2 separate regions of the Anas platyrhynchos genome follow, and region 2 is linked to region 1. A link is a contact called in public Hi-C data. All regions are on one chromosome and are shown on one strand. The core of a region is the stretch at or near the end of the contact, and the rest is flanking DNA. Distances in the headings are between cores, read along the strand shown. Region 1 has its middle 10 kb from the start of RUBCNL. Region 2 overlaps LRCH1 (leucine rich repeats and calponin homology domain containing 1).

What was found. Hi-C and Micro-C count contacts between places; a contact is called where the count stands out from the background.
Region 2: a Hi-C map of subcutaneous adipose tissue shows a contact between it and region 1, with 2.8 times the contacts expected there. The contact joins two enhancer-like sites. A contact is called at or near these places in 2 of 8 Hi-C or Micro-C datasets (liver and subcutaneous adipose tissue).

Annotation. Positions count from the first base shown.
Region 1 is chr1:177,544,157-177,552,060 of IASCAAS_PekinDuck_T2T, reverse strand. No RefSeq gene overlaps it. Among named protein-coding and RNA genes, the nearest start is that of RUBCNL, 10 kb to the right of the region's middle. Within about 2 kb of position 2,805, at least 1 of the 8 cell types and tissues checked has an H3K27ac peak or open chromatin away from gene starts, as enhancers often do.
Region 2 is chr1:177,645,641-177,653,544 of IASCAAS_PekinDuck_T2T, reverse strand. It overlaps LRCH1 (leucine rich repeats and calponin homology domain containing 1), which reads right to left. Exons shown (of 19, transcript XR_011806421.1): 2 at 379-523. Among named protein-coding and RNA genes, the nearest start is that of LRCH1, 52 kb to the right of the region's middle. Within about 2 kb of position 3,539, at least 1 of the 8 cell types and tissues checked has an H3K27ac peak or open chromatin away from gene starts, as enhancers often do.

The sequences.
Region 1 (7,904 bases), core at 1,556-4,055:
GCCCTCTCCTATCTTGCACTGCTTGAATGCAATCTTCCTAAAGAAGTGGTTTCGTAGAGATCTTTCTGTGTAAGGAAATAAGCTGGCACGAGACAACATGGTCTAGATATGATCCTGATTGTTGACACTGGTTATGCAAACATCTCTCTCTTTTTCACTTATTGGATTTGGAAAAATAAACAGACCCAAGGGTCCTGGCCCACTTGGCTTGCTCTGTATTTGGAGGACAGGTTGGTTTGTCAGACATGCTGGAGCATCACCAGCCCCGGCTCTATCACACGCTTTCTTTACATGGATTACTTCTGATGGAGAAGGACACACCTCAAAATGCTGGAGCTGACGGAGACGGCTTTGGTTTCGGCCGGGCTTTGAGGAGCTGAAGTTGTTCGTTCACGCATCAGGGATGCTCCACTCGTCTGTTAAGGACCAGTGCGGTAGCGTTGGGCTCTGCCTCCCTCTGCTGGGCACTCCTAAAGCAAACCCCAGCTCTGCAAAACCTCTTTGACGGGGAAGCTGCTGCTGTCTTTGGCTGTTGTCCTGTGGCATGAGAATAACCCAAAGAGCTTTCACTGGAGTCCCTGCTGATAGTGTGCTGCCTTCATGAACTTGCCAAAGCCTTTCGGATTTTCCTCCTGCCATCCGATGTGAGGAAGATGGGTTTATACTCCAGTTGTCTGTATTTCAGAGCATTTTAACATGGTAAACACAATATAAGTCTACTCTGCAATTTCCAGCATCCCAGCACAGCTTCATCCATCTGCTCGCCAGGCACGGGTGGCTATATAACAATAACAAAAGCACGATCAGGATCTGAATTCCAGTAATCACTCCAGGGGAAATTAGTATACAATGTCCACTGGTATTAAGAGCACTTGCCATTATTTAATAACCTATCAACAAAGAAGCCTGTATGAGGATTTCTCCATAGATGTTTCCCCTTTCTCAAATTCGAAACTTCAATTTTGGGAAGTTGGTGCACAGACATGGCACGGAGCCAGATCCCACAACCGTGCATTGCCACCCATGTGCCCACCAAAGCAACCAGAGCATGAAATAAGAACCAACCACTCTGTGATGCCTTAAACCCATCTCATCTGCGGCTAACATGGTCATCTCTCTCTCTTTCTTCCCTCCCTTCCCAGAAGGTGGCATCACTGGCTTCAAAAGGGACATATGACCCGCCCAGCTGAGGAGCTGAGGATGTAAATTTAGTTTAGAGATGTGCCTGCAACTACTCCTGGGTATAATGAATATTTTACTGCTGCTGCCTTCCACCAACAAGTAGAAGTTATTTCAGACAGCCTGTCAAATTGGGGAACTGAAGAAATATAGCAAAAGCAGAGGGATTCTTCTACATATAGCTATTCTACTTCTAGCATGAATTACCCCTGGCTTTTCTGTAGACTTATAAACTGTCTTCTTGATAATGGTGAAAGAAATTGGATTGTGCTTGGAGCTACCCAAAAAATGACACTATCCTCTCCTCAACACCACACAAGAAACAAAGAAAATCTCTGTGACTTTTTGTCAGTACTTATGTGCAATGTTTTTTTTTTACATGCCTGGTCTAATGACTTCACTCTAATTCCTTGGACAGCAGGCATGCTGCAGCTGCAACCAAATTACCTGCAGCAGGTCAAGCAAGGTACAACATCAAGGCCCTCCAACCCTCCATGTGACTTCTAATTAAGCTAGTACTTTTCCTAAATAAACCTGGAAACTGTGGCATACTTTCTATTATCCGGATCCCAGCACATTTTATTCCACAGATTGATTAGATCACCTAAGTCAGTTGACCTGTACAAAGTAGGTCTTGCCAAGAAATGGAACAGAAAACATTCTGGAGAACTCATCGTCCCTTTTTCTTTAGTGTGTGTTTTGATTTATTATTTTTTTTCTGGGAAAGCAGTAACTGGAAATCTTAATCTAAGTACCTATCCTTTTTTAAAATATATTATTCAAAGGTTAATTCCTCCTTTCACTGATATAAATGCCTAAAACACCTTAAGTATCAATTCAATAAATCTAGCACGTTCTTTGCTCAGTTATTACCACGTATCTCACTGCTGCTAAGCAATGCTGAGAATTGATTGGGGGTTTCTGTGCTCATCTACCTCCATAACAAGAAACCCATGTTGCTGCCAGTGCCTTCATTATTAATTATTACCAGTTATTTCCTTCATTCAGAGTCTCAGTTGATACAGTGAACAATTTAGCATTGCATGATGGCTTTAGTTCCCAGGGAACGTATGGGCTATGCTTTTATGCCTATGACCATCAACGACAACTGTGTTGGTCTCAGCTGGAAAAAGCCAGATGCTTATCAGACCAAAATAAAAAAATAAATAGTTCTATGGTTCTGGAAGAAGGGGTCATAGTGCCCTACACAGGGAGCAACACATCACTGTGTTGGGCCATCCCCAGGACCTGGAAGACTACTACCACTGAGCTGCTGCATAGACCCCTGGTAGGTGATAAATATTATCCACAGGTGATAAAGATTAGCCACATCTGACTTCTAAAGCCCTGCCTGGATCCCACTATGGGGCTGGGAGAGCTAGGACTGGCCTCTCAGAGGGGATAAGAGAAGATGGCAGGGCTGTGGCCTGCTCTGTAGGCTGACCATGGTTTAGGGACTACCTTGGGGCTGGGGAGGAACTAGATGGGGGGGGTATCTGGCATACCCCAGGGCCAGGTCCCACAGCATTTGTCCCATGGCTCAAGACATCCTGAGATATCAGTCATGGAGCCACAGGAATGGGGTTTTACCATGGAGGATGAGCCAGGAGCAAGGGCTGACCTAGGCCCAGGCTGCACAGCCATGGCCTCACAGCACACAACAGGGAGCTGAGCAGACTTGGTGATGGTAACCAGTGGAGTGGGGATCTTTGGACAAATTCAAGGTCATAAGTCTGGTTTAGGTCAACCTTTGGGCCCAGGACAGGGGTTCCTGGCAAGGCTGATCAACACCTAAGGCCTGTTAGCACTCAGAACCCATGGAGGTGTAAAAACCCAGCACCTCTACACAACCCCCTCGGTCCTTCCTGGTTCCCTCAGAGCTAAACGCAGCACTGGTCTCTTTTATCTCAATGTAGATCTACTTCAACTTAATTCGCTGAGATGCTGGTCTGCAGCAGCTGGTTTACCACTGCAGAAGTACCAAAATAGCAGGAAGCCTTGGCCACAAGTGGGATTACCAAACTGCTCTCCAACGCCGGCCTCGGTGGCACGCTGCAGAATAGTTACTTCATTCAGCACGGCAAGGCTTGTAACCCAAGGCTCCAATCCCATGAAGTCAGAACGACTCTTTTGTATGTTCCCATATGTCATTAGCTTTTATAAAAAGGAATCAAAATGTCAAGCAAAGGGAAGAAAGAAAACAAATATAAATCACTTAAATGGAGAATAGAAAGTAAATAGAAAAAGGGAAAAAGAGGATGTAACAAATGCTGTATGCCTGAAGCAAAAGAACAAACCCTGCATTTACTTGTGGTATTCAAGTAGAGAAAAAATTTCCACTGATTTCATTGAGAGCAGAACCATACCTTGGCTTGGTGCCTGCAAGATTGCAAGAAAGGATATCTATGTTTTCCATTTGGAATAACCTCCGCATACACAAGTGATTTCTGAAGATTCAGTGCTTCTCTGTTTCGTCAGCCCTGCCTATTGACAATTTTTCATCATCATCACTCTTGCGTTTAGAAGGGTGTGTGGTTTCGTGAGTGCATTTCAGGGATGTTTGGTGACCCATGCAATCCTCCTGTGTTTCTGACAACCACTGCCACACTCGTCTCTTCAAGCAGCAAAGCCACCTGCTGGGGTTTCATCCAGCTTCAAGGTTTTCAGTGGCTACTGAAGTCATAACAAAACCCAATACCTTCTCTCCTCATAACTAAGTCATGTATCTAGGGTCATCTATAAATAATCAAGATCTCTGCACTCAAATTAGAACACTGATTTTCTATGAGGGCTCTGTGGACTATTTGAGTTTCGAAAAGTAACTAAGAAAAGCAATGGTATGGACAGCAGACTTCCATCCACCACAGAAGTTTAGTGCTCCTTTGAAAAAAGGATGTTTGCACATCAGAACATTTCAAAGGCCCTACAGACATAATCAGGAAGGAAAAAAAAAAAAATCAGAACTGAAATGAGACAGAGAGGGAAAGATGTAAGAAGAGAGGCAGCTGTCCTAATGGGTCACCATTACAAATGAAGATAAAATAGAAATAAATAGAAATAAAATAGACAGACATGACCAAACAGGTCCTGTCATTAGTTTTCACCAAATCCATTGCTGAATGCTGGATCCTTTGTTGTCAGATTAATGCTTCTTCAGTTAACCAAGGGTGTCTGGTGTTTCTCTTCTGTTCAGTCATTAAGTTCACATACAGTAGACCATCACACCTCTGAGACTGGATTTCCTGTCAAAGGCACTTTGTGCTGAGCATGGTTCAAATTAAGGGCTGTCTCCCTGTCCCCGCACCCTCACACGAATGTCCTGACAACTAATCTACAGCCTCAGCTTGATCTCTTTTGGGGTTTTCAATGACTTTTTTGTTTTATGTGGCATCTTCAGCTAGAAGGAGACCGAACATGAGCACATCCAAGCAACCCTGAACCTGGTGCCTGAGGCACTCGAAGCTACGTGCTCTGTGTGTGAGAACCCTCCCAATGAGGAAGGAATTGAATCCACCAAACCTTCAGCTTTCTCTAAGAACCAGACACAAGAACACTGCCTCTTTCAGAAAACCCAGCTCTTTGCTTCCCCATCAGTGAAATGTAGCATTTTCTTCAGTTCCCAACGAGTTTTCTGTAGAGCAAAAGTCAATTATTAATCTTTAAAATTTTCACAAGGTATGACTGTGACTCTTGTTTTTTTTTTCAGCTGTTGAGATGGACAGACAAATAAAAACAAGACTTTTTCAAATACGGCTACCCATATGCTAATAAGTTGTTAATTCACAGGTATTGACACAAACCTCCTTGTGGTTAACATAGTCACTGCGTTTGCAGCATATTTCTCAGAGCTGATAAAAGACTGCAAATCCAGAAGGTTGCCTGCTTTATCTCTATCTAATGTCAGTTGTCCTAACGAGCAAGGAAACTTGTCCTTCCTTCCATCCTTGCTTATTCCAAAATTTGAAGCTTCTTAGTAGCTATTAACAGATCATTTTAGAGGACACACCCCTAAATTTCAAATGTAACAGTGCCTCTATTATCAGGCCTGCATAGAAAGGTGATGTCCTCTCCCTTCCCAGTAAACAGCTTTCATTATCTACTGAAATAATTTACCTTCACCATGAACTGATTTTTAAGAATTATCCAAAATTTCACTCAACTCAAGCCATTTAGATACAACCAGTGGCCCAATTTCCAACATAATTCATGCATTCTAGATGTTAAATGTTCAAAAAATATCACAACCTCAAGCACTCCTTCACAAAGCTTTCTTCCCTATTTAGTGGCTTCCCTTTGCGGTACTACAACATCTATAGGTCTAGTTTTCTCAGTAGGACTATACACGTGCTAAGCTAGTGCAACGAAGCAGAGAACCAGGCTGCAAGGCACATATTTGGAATTAAGTTGCCCCTTGAAGAGTTATCAGATGTTCCTTATACATTTTTATTGACATATGTTCCCCAGACCCAATGAGATGAAACCCATTGCAAGACTAGCTGTTGGCTGATGCTGGGAACTGAAGAGTTGATTTGGTTTGGCTTTTCACCCTTTGCACAGATCTTATTAATAAGAGTTTGGATCCAATTAAGGTCTGTTTCCAGCAGACTGCAGAGCTACGATAAACTCCGTGCTTGTGTGCACACAGCGAAGCTCACTGACAAGTCTGTACCTGTGAACAGCTTCAACCCAAATTCATCTGGCAACCTGGGCACACCTGGTATTTTACTACTCCAGCTTCTGCCACCCACCGCCCACTGTGGATTTACAAATTGGTGTCTAATTGACAAGTAATTACGTAGAAACCTGGATCCTCTCCTCTGTATTGTGAAAGAAATTGCCTTCCCCATAACCAGTTGTCCTACGTCTTACGGGCACTTTAGATTTTATCTGGACTAAAGGACGTTGCCAGCTGAAGTCCTGCTAGCACAGGTTTCTGCTGGTGGTTTTGGAAAGCTGCCCAGAAAGGCACCTTGAAGCAGCCGTGGAGAGTGCTAGGGAAGATGGCAATAAAATCTAGCAAGATTCACTGCGTCAATGCTCAGAGTAAAAATATATACCACAGCTGGGCTAATCTGAAACCTCTGGACACTAAAATGGGTGATGCTTTTCACTTTTCCTCCCCTACACCTCTCTCATTTTGCACCTCCCAAGGCCACGCTTCCTCCCATTTTCACTGTGACAGGTCTTCTCAGACATCTGCCTCTGCCAGTTCAAGTCCCTAACCCAAGAGATAGACAGCTATTTATCATTGAGGGAGATGGTTTCCCTTTGACAGCAGTGAGCTGTTAGATCAGATTGGGCTGAAAAGTGAGAATTTGCACATTTGGGCATCTCCTTTGCTCAGAGATGCTCTTGCAAATAATCTGTCAGTCCATAGGAATCTTAACTAGAAACTTCATAAAAGCTCATTTGTTCAGCTGTCAAAAATACATTTTCCCTAACTCAGAGAGAACAAAATAAGGTTAAAAATTACAGCAGGACCTATGGACTCATTGAAGATCTTTTTTAATGCCAGGTGATCAAAATAGAGCATTTTGGATTTGCAGGAATTTCTGAAATTTAGTTTGCTTCAGGTCAGTATGTAAGCAGTTTTGTAATTTTTAGCATCTAAAAGAGGTGCTGCGTACTAGGATTTGGTTCTACTGATATAAACTATATACAAGGTAGGATTTTTTTTCACTTAAATTGTGCCTGTATAATATTTCAGCAAAATTTTTCAGCTACAGACTTGACCTAAAAAACAGCTGGTTTTAATACCTTGGAAAAGCAATGCAGTCTCAATTGGTGATATTAGAAACAGCTGATATTCTCATTTATGCAGTAACAGAAAAAATAAAATAATTTGATGTTCTGTTCTGTATCGTAGTACCTAATTTGCTATCTCAATGTTACCAAATCGAAATTGAGATGCTCCTTGTCATTCTCCTCCTTTCAACAACAACAACAAAGACAACTAAATTGTTGGCAAAAATGCCAGGATTTCATGGAAATCCTTTTGTTTTGACAGAAGGTGTTTTTGAAAGAAAAATTACATGTGGAAATTTATTCTGACCTGCTCAAAGTAGCAACAGAATTATACGGATATTTGAGGGAGGATGAAAGAGATATCTAAGGGAGAAAAGCAAAGGGCTGCTGCTGTTAAATATTTATCCACTGACATTTAGCTCTGAAATTAAAAGGAAGAGTCAGTGATACACCAAAATAAGCACTCTACCTTTTACGGGACATGTGATGATTTTGAGTTACGGCTCAGCTCTCTAATGGATTTAATCGATTTAAACAGAGAAAATACCAAAACAACAGTCATAAACTGTGTCATGGAAGAAGCCATTGAAACAATGAGGCACAGGGCTGCTTACTCAAGTGTGTTGCTGCCAGGAAGGTCATTTGTTTCACCAGCTACGTCCCTTTCCAAAGCACACGAAGCAGCCAGTGAACTGAGTTCACTCCCAGGACTTAGCATCTGAGCTGCAAAAAGATCATCACCATTGGCGAAGTGCTGCAAAGTCTCAGCTCTTCCCGAACTGCTCTAATGAAAGCAGTGGGATGGAGAAGCTCAAATAAACCTGACCTCCACAGCAACCTTTCCAAAAGTTCATGAGTTGACCAACACCATGCAGTTCATCCTGAAGGCATAGCTGGAGCTTCAACAAGACATATGTAGCACCTGAGCATTTTCCCTAGCAAGATGTTCTGATTCATTTAAATTAATTTATGGCCTCTGA
Region 2 (7,904 bases), core at 2,290-4,789, 100 kb before region 1:
TCTCTATCCCCCATGAAGAAAATATTGATCCTCTGTCCCTCCATCTCTCTAACTACAAAAAAAACCCATACCAAACTTTATAAAATTTATCATCAGAAGGGAATGAAAAGAATCTGACCATGCTGATACGATTAGCATTCTCAATTTGCTAGAATAAGGGAAAGAAAAGGATTAATGTTACTCGGTCATTCCTTAAATAATTAGTTTTAGATTTTACATTGCCTTCATATGGAACTATATCTACAGGCAATGAATTTTTGCATTACTGCTTGCAATAAAATGAAAAATGCAGTCAATTGTTCCAGGAACACAAAGTGCATACAAACAAGTCTTTACACATTTGCAAATAAACAGAGAGTATGGTAAACTTAAACTTACCTCAAATTTAAGTAAGTTAGCATTTGTAAATTCACTATTGCATCTGGTATAACTTTAATACAATTGTGGTATAGATTTAGTGTTTCCAGTGACACAAAATGGCACAACTCCGTAGGAACCTCCGTTAATCTGTTCTTGGATAGATCTATAAAGAGAGAAAGAGAAGATACTTTTTTGAACCATCAGAAATATTACTTTGAACAAACTGTAATTATTAAAAAAAAAAGTGAATAAATGTAATCCTACAGTCAGACAGCAAGTTAAGCCAGTGCTTTATTATACAAAATAAAACTAATCTTAACTTTTAAAATCAAGAAAATGGAACAGACTGTATAAAAAGCAAAAATTCAATTAAAAGTTATTCGGTCTAATAAAAAATAATTACTTGCAGGCCTCAATACACTGAGAAAATACTTGAATCCACAACCAAGTGAAACTCATATAACATATCTCAAGACCAATACAGATAGTTATGTGCAAATGATAGCATTTAGATAAAAGCGAAAACAACAACTGTATCTCTAGTTTGTTTTTAAAGGGGTTTGGCAGGTGTTTGAGGGAAAGGATACGAGGAAAACGCAATTTGATGATTTCACATCTTTGCTGCTGCTGGTTAAGCCTCCTCCCTGATCCTCCAATGCTTATTTTGAAGCTGACCGTCTTAGACTGTAAGGTGGGGAAACCAACCATAATTTAGTAGATACATTTCCAGAATGCCAATGATCTGACTCATCTCTTTAGGACCATGAAGCAGTTTGGCTTTTGTGAAAAAATTGTCAAAAACCTGAAGATCTTAACTTTCTTTGCCGTGTCAGGCTCAGCTTGCTGCATAGAGACATGGCTTGAGCTCAAAAGCATCACCAGTAGGAAGGTTTTATCATTTTTGGTTTTGTTCCTGTCTCCTGCAATGCAAGCTGAACTTCAGTACTCTCAATTCCCCTTGTCAGCCTCCACCTTGCTCCATTTCATCGCTGCCACCACAAAGCTGGTCTCTATTCCAAACCCGACCAGGATGACAGCAATGGCCAAGGAGGGAACTAAGGCAGTGCAGCCCTGCTGACTCAGATGGCAACGTGGTTGAACTGGGCACCTCAGCCAAAATTATTCACCTTGAGATTCCACAATTCAACTTGAAAAAAACCCTTCCCCCCTTTTTTTTTTTTAAAGGAGCTTCTGCGGTGACATCCCTGCATCACCGCTCTCATTTCCTCACACAGTGGGGAAGGGGCAGGAAGGTTGGGAAGAGGGAACCGAAACTCAGCCCTAGGCCTCTCTGTGGGCCTGGGTGGCAGGTGGAGAGTGACCCCTGGGCCTTGACTGCTCCTTCCACAGTGACACACACAAAGTTTGGTTAAAACAGAAATGTTGCTACTCCCCACGCTGTTAGGACTGCAGGCTATCTATCACTTGGACCCCAGCTTTAGGCCTGCTCTCGTTGACCTCCACACGGAGTAAAAGGGACCATGCCACCACATGCCACTTGGCCATGGAAAATTCTAGTACCTCAGAGAAGTGGAACAGCAACGAAACCCAGCCCGTGCCTCTAAGAGGCATCACAAGCACAGCAAAATCATTTATTGCTATTTTAATACTATCCTTTCTTTGATTGTTTTTATTGTTATCCTCAGTTCTCAAGGGCTTTAGCTCTGGTAATCTGAAGAAGGACAAAACAAAGAAGCCACAGATGATAACAGAAAATCCTCCCTGTTATCCTCAGGACAGCGGGTTATTGGACACAACATGTATACAAAAAAGGAATTCAATTAACTTCCAACAATGGAAGTCAATTATTTATTATTGTCTAGTTATCAAAGATTACGATCATTTCAACACTGTTATATCTACTGCTGCTTCCTAAATAACATTAAGAAGTTCAATCCATAGTAAAGCAGAAGAATCAAAACTGTACGTTTTATTTAATACAGTGTAACTTAAAAAGCAGAGTTTTGCTAACAGAATTAATTTTATTTTTATTTAAGATGTATCAAATACCATATCTGACCGTCTCTGAGAAATGGGGTACAGGAATGGAATCGGTATGATACCATCATTTTTTAAATGATTTTTTTTTTTGGCCAAAAAACAGACTTTCCTGCTCAAATGGATGAAGGGTAAAAAAAAAAAAAAAAAAAGACAAAAGAAAGGATGGCTTTTATTCAATCACAAAATGAATGTAAACCTCAAAACATGATGCAGCTGTGAAGAAAGCCTAGCAGCTTTCAGATGCCCCTAAAAAATCTGTAATGACAAGTGCATGCCTTAAAAACTCAACAGTAAGGAGAGCAGTCTGCATATCAGCTTCATACTGTACCTCGTATATGCAAACACGTACAGAAACCTCTGAAAGTTACATAATTATTTTGATATTACTTATACCAAAGTACTTTTGCACCTTGTTTCATTACTGCACCTGACAACCTGTATGTACACTTCAGGTATATTCTGATATTTAAGTTCTAGAATAAAACATCTGTTAAATCATTAATTTGAAAAATAGTGCCTCAGGGGAATTAAAAATCATTAAATTACTGCAGAGACTAACTTTGCTACAGAAATAGAAAGGAATAGAGAGGTAGGGTTGATAGAGTTTAGCCTTTTAACTGATTATCGCCTTTAATAAATAGGAGATCTAACAAAGAAACAAATCCATTATGGCAGAAACACTATTTTAGGGTTACTAAGGAACTATATATGGGCTTAACCCGAGGTGACTGTTTCCTGTAATTCTGTTGTGAAGCAGGCAGCACAAACACAGGCAAATATCCCAGTGGCAGGGAGGGCACCAGAGCAAGCTTTCTGTGTTTTAAATGGAATACACTATTCATTCATTATTTATGCCACAAAGGCATTTCAAACTGAATCTGGCTTCATCCCATTTTATACTGCCAAGAACAAGTTCGTTAAAACTCCAAAATAAAGAATGGAATGCAAAGTAAGCAAGCCAGCTTAGAAAAATATGAGATGGAAGCCTGATCTTTTGAAGAATCAGCACAATTCTGGAGCAATGGCACTGTTTTTGTACAAGAGCATTACTACGCTGGAAGCTGGACAGGAGCTACCCAAAACAAGAGCTTCCTTAGCAGAGAGTGAACAACAAAAAGCAGAAATTTCCTACCAGCAGCAGGCTCTGAGCAGTGTTTGGCTACCTGGCATGGCACACTGCTGGGCAACGATGACTGATCCATCCTCAGGACAAACCTTTCCAATTCCTGCAGCTCCAAAAGCGCCTGCCACAATGAAATCCCACTGCTGCCTACCACTGTTGTGACAGCAGTCTACAAGCTGATTACCAACACCCCAAACAGCATTTAAACCAACCATACAGACAGAGCATACATACAGAGTATAGACCACTCTGCCACTGCAAACCAAACTGCATTCACCAAGTGGCCAGGCTAACACTAGTTAACACAAGTATACTTGCCTTGGCAGGGAAGGCAAGTGCTCTATTATCACTGACCTCGTGCCCCTCAGAATCAAATAGTCAATGCTTTGTAGCAAGCAATTGCTTCCTTCTAGTTTTTTCCTCCACCTAAATGGTTGTCCCAAAGTCATATATATTTATGTTAGTGTTTTCACAACTAACAAAATGCGGTATACCTCTAACAGATGCCCTTCAACTTGCTGTTACTCAGCAGAGCAGCACACCTTGTCCCACTTACTTGACTCTATCTGTCAGAGAGCATTGATGAATAATGTTCTGGACGTGCAGCCAGCAACTCCCACTGCCAGTGATGCCACACACACAACAAAGTGGGAGCAGAGACCTCTGGTGCCTGATGCATTCTGGTTTGTTCGTGATAATTAGAGCACAGTGAGCGCATGGCATTTCTTAACTAAGAGACGTGTCTGCTCAAGTTATTTAGCAGACAGAAGAAGAAATAAGAGAAGACAAAGAATGCCCCTTAAAGCAAAACCAAAGTGAACATTGATGTGCTTTTCCTTACTATTGATATGATTTAATATATCAAGTGTTTCTCCTTGGCAGCTGTGTGGATGAATTCTGCAATTCTTCCCTATTCCACATCTTGACATAACATTAAAATACATGGGCAAATTCAAGAGCTACCTGTAGGGATACAAAACACACAGCTCTACTTTATCAGCGTTATCGATGATCACAATGAACTCAATTTAGTACATATCAAATGTAGCAATTGTAATATAATCATACATCCGCCAGTCACCAACAAGGCCCTAAATCAAGGCTTTTAGAGGCAGTAGGAACAGGAGCGAAGGAAACCAACATTGAGAAAGAATCACATTGTGAGCCTGGCAGAGCTGGTACCACAAGAGGGAGTCCTGATCTCAGACTTGGCCAACACCCTGTAGCAGGGTTTCTCGAGACCATCGATGAGGAATGAGAAGGGCAGAAATAGGAAGACACCTATGCAAAGCCTTACAAACCCCCGACGTTTCCATGGACCTATTTCTCACAAGGGTTTTCAGAGTATAACAAATGAGTTTACTTGTCACAACTGCAGGAAGCAAAGACAATGGAGGTCAAGGAAACAAACACAAATACTAAGGAGAGGTTGAGAAAAAACACACACACAAAACCAACCCTTCTGAAATAGTCACATTGAAGCGTTTCCTCCAAGCTTCTTTCAGTCGATGCAACAACCTGAGGTATCTGCGAGCTCTCTGTAGTTACAGCAGTAGCTGCACTTGGCCTATTTAAGGCAAAAGCAGCCTTAAAATGTCTCTCAATTAACGTCAGATGATAGACTCAACAAAGACGATGCTTACAAACTCGATCATTCCTCCTCAGAGATCCTCACCTGCCACTCCACTGTATTTCATCTGCCACACCATTAGGGAATATAGGGCTTGCTTTACCACTGTGCCCTGTAACCACCCAGTAGAGCAAATGTAAGCCAAGTGCAATCCTACAATTCTTTTCAGGTAGCACACTGATTGCCCGGAAGCAATCCAACAGCTCTCCCAGAAGCTAAACCTGAGCACAAACTTCAGGGGTGAGGGAAGGGGAGAGAAAAAGGGTAGCAATAACTTGCTGACAGCTGTGTTGAAGCATGTTCTCATTGTTAGTGCTGTGGCACACTCCAATTCAAAGGAGGCAAAGGAAATTTTTCTGCAAGAGATGCCCTCAGTAAACCATCACAAGCCAGGACGAAGAAAGAGGAGGTTACTACCTACAGCAGTCTGCCTCATTATCGTACTTACCGTACTGCCCAGCACACCTGGCTTTAGGCAGCAACATAAAGCATTTACGTTTCTGCTTTATCTGGTATTTCTTCATCATTAGGACAACAGTTTAGGGTTAAGATTGGCAAAAAAAAATATGGTTCCTGGGTTCCATAACCACTGGGTCCTTCCTGCGGATCCCTGTGAAGGTGTTAACACATTTGGGACCCAAACACCTGTACCTCAAGAGAGAAAAAAAATGCCAGCCAGCAAACACCTTCCATCAACAGAATGACCTTTAATAACATGGTATGAAACTCAGTTCCTGGGCCATGAAGCATTCCTCCTTCTCCCACACCTTCCGCACCGGAGAGGATGCAAGCCATTAATTTTCACACTCCTTAATAAACAGCCAACCCCGAGAAGCATCAATGGATTTATCATTCCATGATTGTACTAATTAGCCTCAGCTGGACTTAAATATTTCAGCTGTTTTCTCAGACACAGCAGCAGTAAGAAATGTTTGCCCAGTTTAAAAGCTTGAAGAACCTGCTCTTTCTTCATTTGTTTTAAAGGAGGTTGCTGAATGGAGAGCACTGGAAGAACAGAAACTGAAGTGTTTGCATCATGAGCTAGCCATCTGAACATCTGTACCAAATATTTCAGTTGTACGGGGACTTCCAGGTAACATTAGACTTCACAGAGGTGTAAAACTTGGATTCTGAAGCTCTTTTCTGGAAGAACAATGACCACAGCTTCCATCAACTTAAAAAAGCTGTAAATTGTGTGTGTACGAAATCACACAACTCCTTTCAGACAAGCTGCTAATCCCACCTACTGGGGAAGAAAAATCTGAAACAAAAATGTGAATTTAATTAAATATTAATATTATAATACCGCATCCCTAAGATGGTAGCAGATCCCTGCAAGGACTTACTATAGTGCCTTCTATTACAAACCCGTCATCTCAGCCAAAGATCTCCTTTATTAAATCTGCTTCCTTTGTAAGCCAATGCCTTCCACTGGGAAATTCCCATTAATGCACTCAAAACCAGCAAAAATCTGTCCTAGAAGTCTACAAATTTCTCCAGCCCACAGACAACACTACTAGAAAGAATAAGCTGAATGCAATGTCACAGGATTTCACTTCATTCTCAGTTTTAATGGCTATTTAATGGCTGTTATCATTATTTTTCCTGATGCTGCAAAAGAGGGTCCCACTTATGCTACACATTATCTGCCCCTGTGACTATTCAAAGAGGGATTTCCTCGCATTTCCCACCTGCTAGAAGCGAGCCCATACCTGATTTCTGTGAAGCCATTTGCTTGCCTGCACTATGAAGGCCATTATTTTCCACACCTGACAGACTAAAATACAGATATGTTTATTTTTAATTCGTTTTTATACTTGAAGCGTGTCACATTCTGTTAAGAGAATTTGCTGCAAACAGGCAAGTGAACAAAAGTTCTTTGATCTTTGGGTATATCAAAGGCTTGTAGACAAAGATATGGAAGAGCTACCTGATGTTAATTTACAGTAACGGGGAAAGCAGAGCATTACTCATCTAATCACTTCCTCTTCTGTCTGCACATCTCCCACAGATGCCAGGGTTAATCTGCCTTACCTACATTACTCACGTACACCCCACAATGGTGTTTGAATCAGCACAGCATTTTTGTAGCAATTTACCAACAGAAGGCTGTTCGGTACCATAAATGCTTATTTGTACTATTAGCACATCCTTCAACAATCAGCTAATTAAGCAGCTATTAGACAGGAGGTACAACACTTGAAAAACTGGAAGAAACAGCTAAGAAATGCTTCAGCTACCTAATCAAACCAGGAATTTATGAAGACATTGCCAGAGACTGAGGTTCTGAGAAAGAAAATCCTGGAGCAAACTACAAATTAGATTCTAATAAATAACCAACACGAGGTGGCTACTCCTAGATTAAAAAAAAAAAAAAAAAGAAAAAAGAAAAAAAAAAGGACTTCTTGCACTGAAAGCAAAATCAGCACTGTCTCTTAAAAAAAAAAATGAACAAGCTAAAAATAACCTACTTGGACTCACCAGTACTATAAACCTCTAAGTTCTGTACCAAGACCCCTATCCCATAGAAGCGTTTCTATGATTCTTTTTAAGATGTTTTGTAACCTTCTATTTTTCCTTAAATTAAAAAAATAAAAATCTGAAGAACCTTGCCTTCTTAGGAAAAAACAAAAACCCTATCTCCCATCTCATGCAGCAGTTCTGTCTGTCAGCCAGGGGATGGGTTGGGCTTGACAGATAACAACTTTCTTCTGCCTGTTTTAACAAGTCATGGTTTACATTGGGACTGTAATCTAACATGAGATACACAGACTGCAAGAAGCCTGCATG